3 separate regions of the Sus scrofa genome follow, and regions 1 and 2 are each linked to region 3. Evidence: chromatin contacts called from public Hi-C and HiChIP or PLAC-seq data. All regions are on one chromosome and are shown on one strand. The core of a region is the stretch at or near the end of the contact, and the rest is flanking DNA. Distances in the headings are between cores, read along the strand shown. Region 1 has its middle 73 kb from the start of AKAP2. Region 2 overlaps AKAP2 (A kinase (PRKA) anchor protein 2). Region 3 holds the start of AKAP2 (A kinase (PRKA) anchor protein 2).

Region 1 (3,264 bases), core at 209-2,708, 73 kb after region 3:
CTCCCAAGAATGCCTGGGACTGAATACCTGCCAGGCCAGCAGGCCTGCAGCTCAGAGTCGACCAGAATTTGATTTAAAGAAAATAGGTGTTATTTCTTGCCCATGAGTTTTCGGACCCAGCTTTCTACCTGCTACCCTTTGGGAGTGAATTTAGGAGTTGCAATAAGTGAGAAAGATGCTGGAAGATTAGGACGGTGGAGGCGGCGGTGGGGGGAGGTTAGGCAAGAGCAGGCTCGGGGTCCCAGGCATGAGAAAGCAGAAGCTGTGGAGGGAGCCACAAACTGTCCACTTTGGCCCAGACCACAGGGGTGGAGCTGCCCAGCCTTTGCACATGCTGGCCCTACTGCCTGGAATGTTCTTGGCATGGCTACCCTTCCAGTTTTTCAGGTGTTAGCTGAGAGGTCCCATCTAGACAGAACTTTTCTGGGAGAAGGGTGTGTGTGTGTGTGTACATGTGTACACATGTATGTTAGACCTGTGCACATAGTGTGGTCTGTGTACATGTGTGTGGTGTGTGTAGGGGTTGCAGGGAAGAACTGACGGCTCACAGGGCCTTGCAGTCTGCAACCCCACCACTGCTCAGCTGCTTTTATGTCACTATTTTCTCTTAGCCCCTCATTCCCTAAGGGTCCTTCTGGCTGTGTCCAGCTCCAGAGTTTTGTAGCCAGGACAGGAATTGGGTTGAAGGTCACTCCCTGAAAATCTGGGCCTCCTGTTCTGTCATGAGGAAATCCTGAGATTCTTTTTTTTTTAAGGGCCATTCCCACAGCATACGGAGTTTCAACAGGCTAGGGGTCTAATCAGAGCTACAGATGCCAGCCTACACCACAGCCACAGCCACACAGGATCTGAGCCACAGCTGCGACCTACACCACAGCTCATAGCAGTGACCCCCTGAATGAGGCCAGGGATCAAACCCAAAACCTCACGGTTCCTAGTCAGATTTGTTTCCATTGCACCACAACCGGAACTCTGAAATCCTGAGATTCTCCACGTGAAGACAGAAGGCCGGCCACAGAGAGCCTTTCCTTCTGGGTGTTTGAAAGTGAAACGCAGCTGCCCAGGCAGCCCCAGAATATCACATCTGCATACCCGGCGGGGAGGGCCCTCCCCAGTGCCTCGGCACCAGCCCCGAGTGGCTTCACGTGAAGCCCCCAGATTTGGGGGGGTGGGAGTGGAGCTAGGTGTGAGGGGTAGATGCTGAAGGCCAGATGCAGGATTGGAGGCTCCTCTTTCAGACACCTGTGTTGCCCACTCCAGCCAGGGCACCATCACACCTGCCAGGCTGGCAGAAAGACAAACATCTGTCTTGGCAGGGTCCTGCCCATTTCCTGTTTGCTGATCTGGCTAGAAATCCCCAGAGAAAATCTTTTCCTCAGAGGTTCAGTCCCTTTGGCTCTGCTGAGCCTATAAACAGGAAGTGGACTGAGCTGCTTAGACAGGAGATAGCGTAAGGATCAAAATAGCCACTGTTGATCTTTGTTTTCTCCCGAGAGTCCAGTTTCAGTTTCCATTTAGTGGAAGTCCAGAGGGAGGTTTCCCAGTCAATCCAGGCCCCTGGCCCTGAGGGCACCCAAAGCTGCAGCACAGACCACACCCCTAGGACTACGATTCTCTGAGCACACACAGGAGTCCCTCTCCCCTTGGGAGCTGTGCTCAAACCAGTCCTGGAGTTCAAATCATGGCTCAGCACTAACGAACCTGACTAGTACCCATGAGGATGTGGGGTCAATCCTTGGCCTCATTCAGTGGGTTAAGGATCCCGCATTGCCGTGAGCTGTGGTGTAGGTCGCAGATGCAGCTCAGATCCTGCACTGCTGTGGCTGTCCTATAGGCTGGCAGCTGCAGCTCCAATTTGATCCCTAGCCGGGGAACTTCCATATGCTGCGGGTGCGGCCCTAAGAAGCCAAATAAATAAAAAGAAAAAGGCGATCCAGAATTCGAGACCCCAGAGCTTCAGTCCTAACTCCTTCCGCATTGACTCATTCATTCATTCATTCAATAAATATCTACGGGTCCTCTTTGGGTATCAAACATAGTGCTGAACCACTGCAGCGAAAAGGGCGAAGTCCCCGCTTTCAGAAAACTCATCATCTAGGGCTGGAGATGAGACCCACATGTCCATACGCCCACTGCCTGCTAGGGAAAGAGGCCCACGTGACCACAAAACACCTCAAACCCACAGATTTAAACACAACCGTGTCAGCTTTCCCTGGGACCTCATTCTCAGCTTTCTGGTCTTGCCAGAACTTCCTTAAGCACGTCCCTGTGGGGGTTTTAAGACATGTCTGCAAATCCTTTGTCATTTTTCCCTTCAAGACACAGAGCCTAACTGCCTCTTCTGCATATCGACTAGCTCACTTTTTTTTTTTTTTTTTTTCCTCTCATTTGGCCGCATATGGAGCTCCTGGGCCAAGGATCAGATCCCAGCTGCAGTTGCAACTTATGCTGCAGCTGCAGTAACACCGGATTTTTAAGCCACTGTGCCAGGCCAGGGATCCTACCTGTGTCCTGGCCATGCAGAGATGCCGCCAATCCCTTTTCACCACAATGCAAACCCCTCTATCATATTTTAATGTTGAGACATTCAGTCATTTGGCGCAATCACTCAAAACAGATCTTGGTCACCTGCACCTGTCACAGATCAGTGATGACCACGTGTTCCTTTATCTGATGTGAGATGTGCCTATTCCTTCCCCGGATCTCTTGTTCAACAACAAACAACAATCACTGAATCGGCAGGCACTTTGCTAGGCTCTTTCCTGTACGGGATCTCATTTCCCTTTCAGGTCTCCAGAGAAGAGAAACTTTTTAGAAGACACAGAAGCAAGAGGCTCACAATCAAATGATGTGCATGGGAGCTCCCTGGCCGGTAAGCAGCAGAATTGGGATTGCATCCTGTGTTTTAAATCGAAGACCAGTGCAGCCCTCAGGGACACAGTTTCTTTTTGTTCAAAAGTACATACTGGGTCACTTATTTTTTTCATTTCTGTTTTGTGGACCCTTTAAGATCTAATCCCTTAGCAACTTTCAGGTCTATAACTACACTTGGATTGTAAACTATATCTATACAAAATATTTAAGTATCATTAATTCTAATCACCTGCTACACTACTTGCTTCTAACAAACAGAAGGTGGCTGAAGTGGAGTTTCTGTTGTGGTTTAGCAGGTTAAGAGCCTGACTAGTATCCATAAGGATGCAGGTTTGATTCCCTGGCCTTGCTCAGTGGCTTAAGGATCTGGCATTGCCGTGGGCTGTGGTA
Region 2 (3,354 bases), core at 173-2,672, 97 kb before region 3:
CCCCAGGGGTGGGGGAATGCGATGATATGAATCTTTGGATTATAAGCCCAGTTCACAAATGAGAAATATCCTGCCTGGTGAAATGGGTCTGAGAAACTTGCAAAAATTATTACTTTAAGGTAAGGAGGGATATTGAATGGATTGTTGATATTGGACCATTCGTCTGAATGAAACTAGGAAATGAAAACTGGAGAAGGAAAGAGTTTTGCTTCTCTAAGAGAAGCATAGTTTAAGAAGAAAAACTTAATTAAACAATAAGAATGAAAATCACAGTAAGCAGCAATTCCCCCAGCAAGATCTTTGGGTTAAACACATTTCTAGCAATATGGTGGGCTTGACTCTACAAAGATGATCACCCCTCCCAAAGACAGAAAACATTTTCATGGTCATTTCTAATTTTATTGTCACCCAATAGGCTTCATAACAGCCTTTGTTTTTTAGAATCACAGCTGACTATTGTAAGCTAATTCTTGAACTCAAGATTTTGTAAGAGGAAACTTTAATTCTGAGAAAGTAACTATAAAAAAAATCTCAACTAGGGCTAGAAAGCAACTTTATAAAGCATGTTGTGCCATGTATGTCATGTATGTAGCTGCCAAAGAATAACTCATAAGTAACTCTGCTAAGGTTTTCTAGGTCTTAAAACATAACAATAACTGCAATCTCAAAAACAATAACTCTTATTGGAAGCCTTTTGTGCACCAAACATTGACGGTACTAACTTATTGATGAGGTTGGTACTGTTTTATTCCAATTTTACTGATGAGGAAACTGAGGTTTAGGGAGGTGAAGAAAGCTGGTCATACAGCTAACGAGGAGTCGAATCAGGATTGGAACTTAAGATGGGAATCCAGAGAAATGACTGTCGTGTTTCAGCACATAATAATCCTTGACCAGTTTCTTCACAAATGGTATGAATTTATATTTGAACAATGAAAATAAAAGACAGACTGAGAATACCTGTGATGTCAAGATGCATACCACTTTGGGGGAACAGCTTTGATGTTTACGTTCAAGGTCATGAGAAAGGAAGTACCATTGCATAGAACATGAATGTATTCTCTGGTGTTCTAATGGCCTGTCCTGCACACTCTTCCCACCACCGCCCCCACCCTCCACCCCTGAAGGAGTCAGGAGCTTATTCACAGAGAGGAAATGGATCTGAAATCCCAATCTCCCTAGGGAAGCACGCGGCAAGTCACCACGGTTAGTAAGAAACTGTCATATCCTGCCCTAAACTCCAGTAGTCACAGGGGCCTTCCTGCTCCCAGGCCTGGCTTAGATTAGCTCAATTTCTTTCCAGATACAGAGGAGGAATCTTTCAAGAATTAGGTCCTCTGATTCATCTTTTTGTTCTCAGATCAAGACTGCATCTTTCTTTGCATGTGGCTGAGTCAGATTGTTTTGGAAGCAATTCCCCTAACGTGGAGCATGGAGTAGCCAGGCATGAGTAAAGGGTATGGAACAAGGCCACCACATGGTGTGGCCGACACCCTGGGTCTACCAGAAGGCCCAGCACAATCAGCAGTGCTGGCAGAACCTGTCAGAGAAGGGAATGGCCAGAAGTGTAGTTCTTCTCCACAGTTCTCTGACCCAGAAGCCATGACCATGGGCTTGTCACAGAAGGAGACCAGAGTCTATATCGTCTCAAGAGTGAGGCTGATGGATTTAACCAAGGCAGCTGCCCTTTCCAAACCACTGAAGGGAATGTCCAAAAAGAACTTTGAGAAGTCTTGATCTCATTGCACACTTTTGCCCAAAATGCCAAATGCTACTTCAACCTAACCTTTTCTCACCAATTCTTCCCAAATGGTATGCATTTTTTTTTAAATGAATTTATTTCCTGGGTTCAGATAAATAAAAATACATGGAGTTTCTGGTCCAAGGCAAAAGGAATGACTTTAAAGAGCAAAAAGAGAACAGCACAGCATACTCATGGTATTCAATGACCACCAGATAACTAACTTGGCCAGCTTTGGCCCCACCCCACCAAATGTGTTGAGGTCACAGAGTGAATGCTTATCCTGGCTCATTCCGCAAATTAAGAAATGGATTCTTGGAGTTCCCATTGTGGCTCAGTGGGTTAAGAATCTGCTGTTGTCATTGCTATAGTGTAGGTTTGGTCCTTGGCCCAGGAACTGACATGTGCCATGGATGTGGCCCAAAAAAATGGACTTTGAAGTCAAATGAGCCTGAGCTTGAAGCTGGCTCTCCCACTTCCTGGCTGGGTGACCTTGGGAAAATGACCTAATAATGTCTCTGGGGTCTGGTATTAAAAAGGGAATAATACAGGATCTGGATCCCTTAGGCACCATTCCGAAATCTCAGAAAAGCTCTGAAAACGAAGTTTTACCATAACTTATGTAGCAGCACAACCTGACATGAGCTGGAATGAGGCTCTTCTTGGTCTTTATCATCCCGCTTACCAGAACTAATCCTTCCTAGGTTTCACAGCAGAAATTGAATTTGATGCCAGATGCTCTGTCCCAGATCCCACTGGGTGTGTTAAGCAATAGTACATGCATTGCATTGCTTTTCTAAATAATTGTGTATACACTTGACGGCCTTTCTAAAATCAGAAAGATAATCTGGTCTCAAGAGTTTGGATAATTTGGATTCTATTTTAGGGGGCTACTGGGAGGATTAAATGAGGAAATGAGAAATGAGGAAAATGTGTGCGAACTGACTAGAAGAGCACTCAGCTTTAAGGGCTTGGTAAGTCGCAGCTACCAGGACTAGCCTTGTGTCACCAGAGAATGTTCAGGAACACCAAAAGAAAAATAACCATCTGTAGGATATTCCACATTTGGCTCTAGAACCATCACACAACTAGCTGGACCCATAGGAGCTGCACGATTTACACCTACCAGAGTTCTCATTGTGGCTCAGTGGGTTAAGAACCTGACTAGCATCCATGAGGACACGTGTTTGATCCCTGGCCTCGCTCATTGGGTTAAGGATCTGGTGTTGCCATGAGCTGTGGTGTAGGTCATGGATGCGGCCTGGATCTGATGTGGCTGTGGTTGGGATGTAGGCCGGCAGCTACAGCTTCAATTTAACCCCTAGTTTTGGAACTTGCATATGTCACAGGTGTGGCCCTAAAAAGATTTAAAAAAAAAAAAATTGTACCTGGCCACCAGGAAAGGAAAATACTGTACACTACTGAAGGAGAGCCCTCTCTTACCTGGGCCTGGGAGAGAATCCTTCCATTAGTTACCCACAAAAGGTCTTCTACTGTGGAACAGTGAGGGCCTCTCAAGTGACATTTGGCCTCCTCCCGCTTTAGTTTAGCATGGAGTAAAGCCAACAAGCTCTGCAGTGTGAATATTGTGCTGACATAAATATTTTTTTCTC
Region 3 (3,492 bases), core at 149-2,648:
TATTGACCCACGCGGGAAACTGGCATTACTGGGTTTAACATCTCTGTAAACGAGTCACTTTCCTCCCAGGCGCCCTCTTTTTGCGGCCTGAGGAGAGATCCCCAAGGCTGGCCATCTCGCATCCATGCACGGAAGCTCAGAAACCAGGTAGCGGGTTCCGCTCCCGTGGGTCCAGCTCCCGCGGGTCCAGCCCGCGGCCTGCCGCCTCCCTCCCCACCACCCACAGCCGCTTTGCCTTCTGCCCTCACCCGCCACCAGCACCACGGCTCCCCCGTCCGTTCCGCCTCCCTCCGCGGACTACCAGGCTGCCGGCTCTCCTGAACTTAATTCAGGCCCCTGTTCTTCACTATGTTTCTCTAGAACTGCTCCGGGCCGCCAGTATCTCCTAGCTCCTATCCCGGGAGGTGCGCCGCCTCGGCGATTACAGAACAGTTTGCCCAGCGCTCACCCACCTCGATCCGCCCCTTCGGCTCTTCACAGTGTCCCCACAAAGGGGCCAAAGAGACAAACCCTCAGGCTTTATCCGGGATAAAACACCAGATCCTAAGAAGTGGGGTCTCAGCCTGAGGCCAAACTTCCAGGCTCAGCTTGGATCCGGATCCCCCTCCTTCCGCGCACAGAACGGCTGCTCCCTCCTTCCTCAGCATCCCCCACCTCCATCCCGATCCCGTTCGGAAGGAGCTCGGGCTGGTCAGGGCAGGGACCCAGCCCTTCTCGGTCCCAATCTCCATGCAGAAGCTCTAGACTTCCAAAAAACGGCCGCAGCGCTGCCACCTAAGGAGTCAAGACCCACGCCTTCATCTCGAACTGGAATGGGTGGCTCCATCCACCGCGGCTCCCGGGTCTGGAAAGGCGGCTACAGCCTTTTGATTTTCTCTGCTTTTCCTCAACAGCCCGGCTCTGTGAGTGTGTGTTGCGGGGGGCGGGGGGAGGAGGGTAATATGCCTAAGTTTATTTTTTAAAGTATATATAAGTGAACAAATACTGATTAAAGGAGCCAAAAGCTGGCCCTCCCCCAAACCTAGGAATTCAAAGCCACATGGCCACATGGCCATAGCCCTTTCCAGCCAGGCCACCCCCTCGCACACGCTCCACTAAGCAAGGGACATAAAAGCCCTTTAAAGTCCACGGTGCTTCCAAGGGCTTCCCAGATCACCAATCCCTCCTGGGCCACCCTTTCCTAGTGTGCGAGGCCCCAACACCAAGAGAGCGCCCCGAGGACTTGGAGTCCGGAGCCGCCCGCGCCCCAGCTTGGACACCCACCTCTGAGCGCCGGATCCCGGGGGCACAGTCCTCGGGCTCTGCTCCAGCGCGGTGCGGCCGCTGCCTCCTCGCTGGGGCGTCCGGGAGACTCCACGCAAAGGCGTTCGGCAGCCCCTGGCTGGGGCGAGCGCATCTGCGGAGAGCTGCTGCCGCGGGGCGTGCTGGAGTGAGCCGAGCGCCGCCCGCCGGCTCCCGGAGCCCGCCCCTTCCCCGCCCCCTTCCCGGCGCCTAGGGCCCCGGTCCGCCCCTCGCCTTTCACATCCCCTCCCCAACCACCCACACCTTCTGTCTGGCTTTGGCGGAATCTGTGCACAAACGTAGAAACCAAGAAATGAGTGAATGGATAGACTGGAGGAATGGAGGGATGGGCACGTGCAGCCGAGCGTTTCCTAACTGGGGAGAAGGCTCTGTGCCTGGGTGTATGAACGCGCGTTAGCACACGGGTGGGCGTGTCGGCTTGTGTGCAGGGGATCGTGTGTGTTGGTGTATACATACGTGCATACGAGTGTACAGGAAAGTGTGTGGGTGCGTGTGAGCCCGCACATCGCCACAACTGCTGAGTTCCCATACGAGGGGTCGAGCTCCTCGTCTCTTACCCAGCACCACGACTATGTCCGGGTAAGCGGAACCGCTGGGAGCGGTTGGGAGGTGCGTTTCTGCGACCCGGAGGGCGGTTCAGTGTGTTTTGGACCTCGCCCTGATGGGGTCCAGAGACTAAGGTGTGGACAGGGAGGTTTCCCAGCTCGTTGACTGGCCAGAGCTGTCATGATGCCCTCCCTAATGTGGCAGCCGGTGGCCTGGTGTCGGGGCGTGCGTGTTAACAAAGCCAGCGATGGGGAAGGAGGCAGCTGTTACACCTCGTGGGGCTCAGTCGAGGGGGTGGCCAGCCACCCCCCACTCCGGAGACGTCTGAAATTTCAGCATGTAATCCCCTCCCCCTCATGAATATTTAAATAATGTTAATGACCCTTTGAAAACGGACCATCTAGAAATTCTGAGAGAGGACACACACACAGAAACACCCCGCCCAGAAAACAGGATTTTAAAAAGCAAGGCGTTCTCTACAGAGGAAATAGAATATAAATATAGCATAAAGTCAGATGTCTCCAACTGTCCACTAGGCATGACCGGTGTTTCCATTTTCCCGGTGATTCTCTCTCTCCAGCTCTGAAAGTCAGAGCCCCTTACTCTCCTTCCAATTTCCGACCTCTGGCCTGCTTTTTTCTGAACCAGTGGCCCAAACACGGGGTTCCTCTTCTGAGCGTCAAAGTCACCTGCCAGGGTTTGGTTCTTTTTTTCCTCATCCACAAAGGTCCTTGATTCCCCATACAAGAAATGATAACATGGGGAACTGCCCAGGAAGCCTGTCCAGCTAACGACCTTAAAAATAGCAGCCTCCCAAGAAAAGGCTTATTTCCCATCTGGAGGTTTATTCACACCTTTACTCTAGGGAGGTGGGGGCAGGGGATAAGGGCTACAATGGAGACAACAGCTGTTCTCTTCAGGGTTCCTGCAAGTCTATAGGCTTCTTTTTCTCAGCGTTTAGGAACTGGTTCACCAGCCTTTTTGCATGTTTGTCTCTTACACTACTGAATTTCAATAGAATTTACTGACCAGTGGCCCTAGATTACAGAGTTTCGGCCTCCATCAATTTCCTTCCTCCCTTCCCCCTCTTTCTTTTGCTCCTCATGTCACTGGCTTAAGGAGTTAAATATGTGAGTGCCCCACATAGTGACCTATTTTTAACATTTACTAGCAGGTGAAAACTCACATTGAAATGAACACGTTTGCAGACATTTATTTATATGGACCATAGGCCCTTGAAGGAAAGATTCCAAGATGACAGCAGAGGTGAGATTTTTATAAACAGTATTAGGGCAAGTGCATCATCACTCTGTCTTCCTATGTTCCTAAATTAGAATGTATCATTTATGAATCAAGTTTGTTTCATTGTTAGAAAGAGAACAGCACTTCATATGGGCTTTATTCTGAAGTCTTTGCTAAAGCAATGTCAATGTTAATATTAATATTAATATTAATTTAATATTATTTTAATTATATTTAAAGGTAATAAATATAATACTATATTTATCTTTAAATATTAATTACTTCTCTGTTAATATTAATTGTAAAGTTCTGGCACATCCTACAGAAAACTATTGAGAATATTAATTTAGGAAAAATACATGTTCAATAGATATTAATTTGCAAGAACATTTCCTTCTCTTT

Evidence for each region. A called contact is a pair of places that touch in the nucleus more often than the background predicts. HiChIP or PLAC-seq counts read pairs in DNA pulled down with a chosen protein or histone mark.
Region 1: an H3K27ac HiChIP or PLAC-seq map of skeletal muscle shows a contact between it and region 3. The contact joins the enhancer-like site here to the promoter of AKAP2 in region 3. A contact is called at or near these places in 6 of 47 Hi-C or Micro-C datasets (alveolar macrophages, heart right ventricle, liver and 2 more) and 1 of 2 datasets of contacts at active chromatin or transcription factors (skeletal muscle).
Region 2: a Hi-C map of skeletal muscle shows a contact between it and region 3, with 3 times the contacts expected there. The contact joins the enhancer-like site here to the promoter of AKAP2 in region 3. A contact is called at or near these places in 13 of 47 Hi-C or Micro-C datasets (adipocytes, alveolar macrophages, embryonic fibroblasts and 7 more) and 1 of 2 datasets of contacts at active chromatin or transcription factors (skeletal muscle).

The regions. Positions count from the first base shown.
Region 1 is chr1:250,992,920-250,996,183 of Sscrofa11.1, reverse strand. It overlaps a transcript of AKAP2 not described here. Among named protein-coding and RNA genes, the nearest start is that of AKAP2, 73 kb to the left of the region's middle. Within about 2 kb of position 1,458, at least 29 of the 83 cell types and tissues checked have an H3K27ac peak or open chromatin away from gene starts, as enhancers often do. A contact at or near this core is called in liver and skeletal muscle, where this site is marked.
Region 2 is chr1:251,162,654-251,166,007 of Sscrofa11.1, reverse strand. The region is part of intron 2 of AKAP2 (A kinase (PRKA) anchor protein 2); the gene reads right to left. Among named protein-coding and RNA genes, the nearest start is that of C1H9orf152, 54 kb to the left of the region's middle. Within about 2 kb of position 1,422, at least 12 of the 83 cell types and tissues checked have an H3K27ac peak or open chromatin away from gene starts, as enhancers often do. A contact at or near this core is called in embryonic fibroblasts and skeletal muscle, where this site is marked.
Region 3 is chr1:251,065,642-251,069,133 of Sscrofa11.1, reverse strand. It overlaps AKAP2 (A kinase (PRKA) anchor protein 2), which reads right to left and starts at 1,398. Exons shown (of 3, transcript NM_001204181.1): 1 at 1,264-1,398.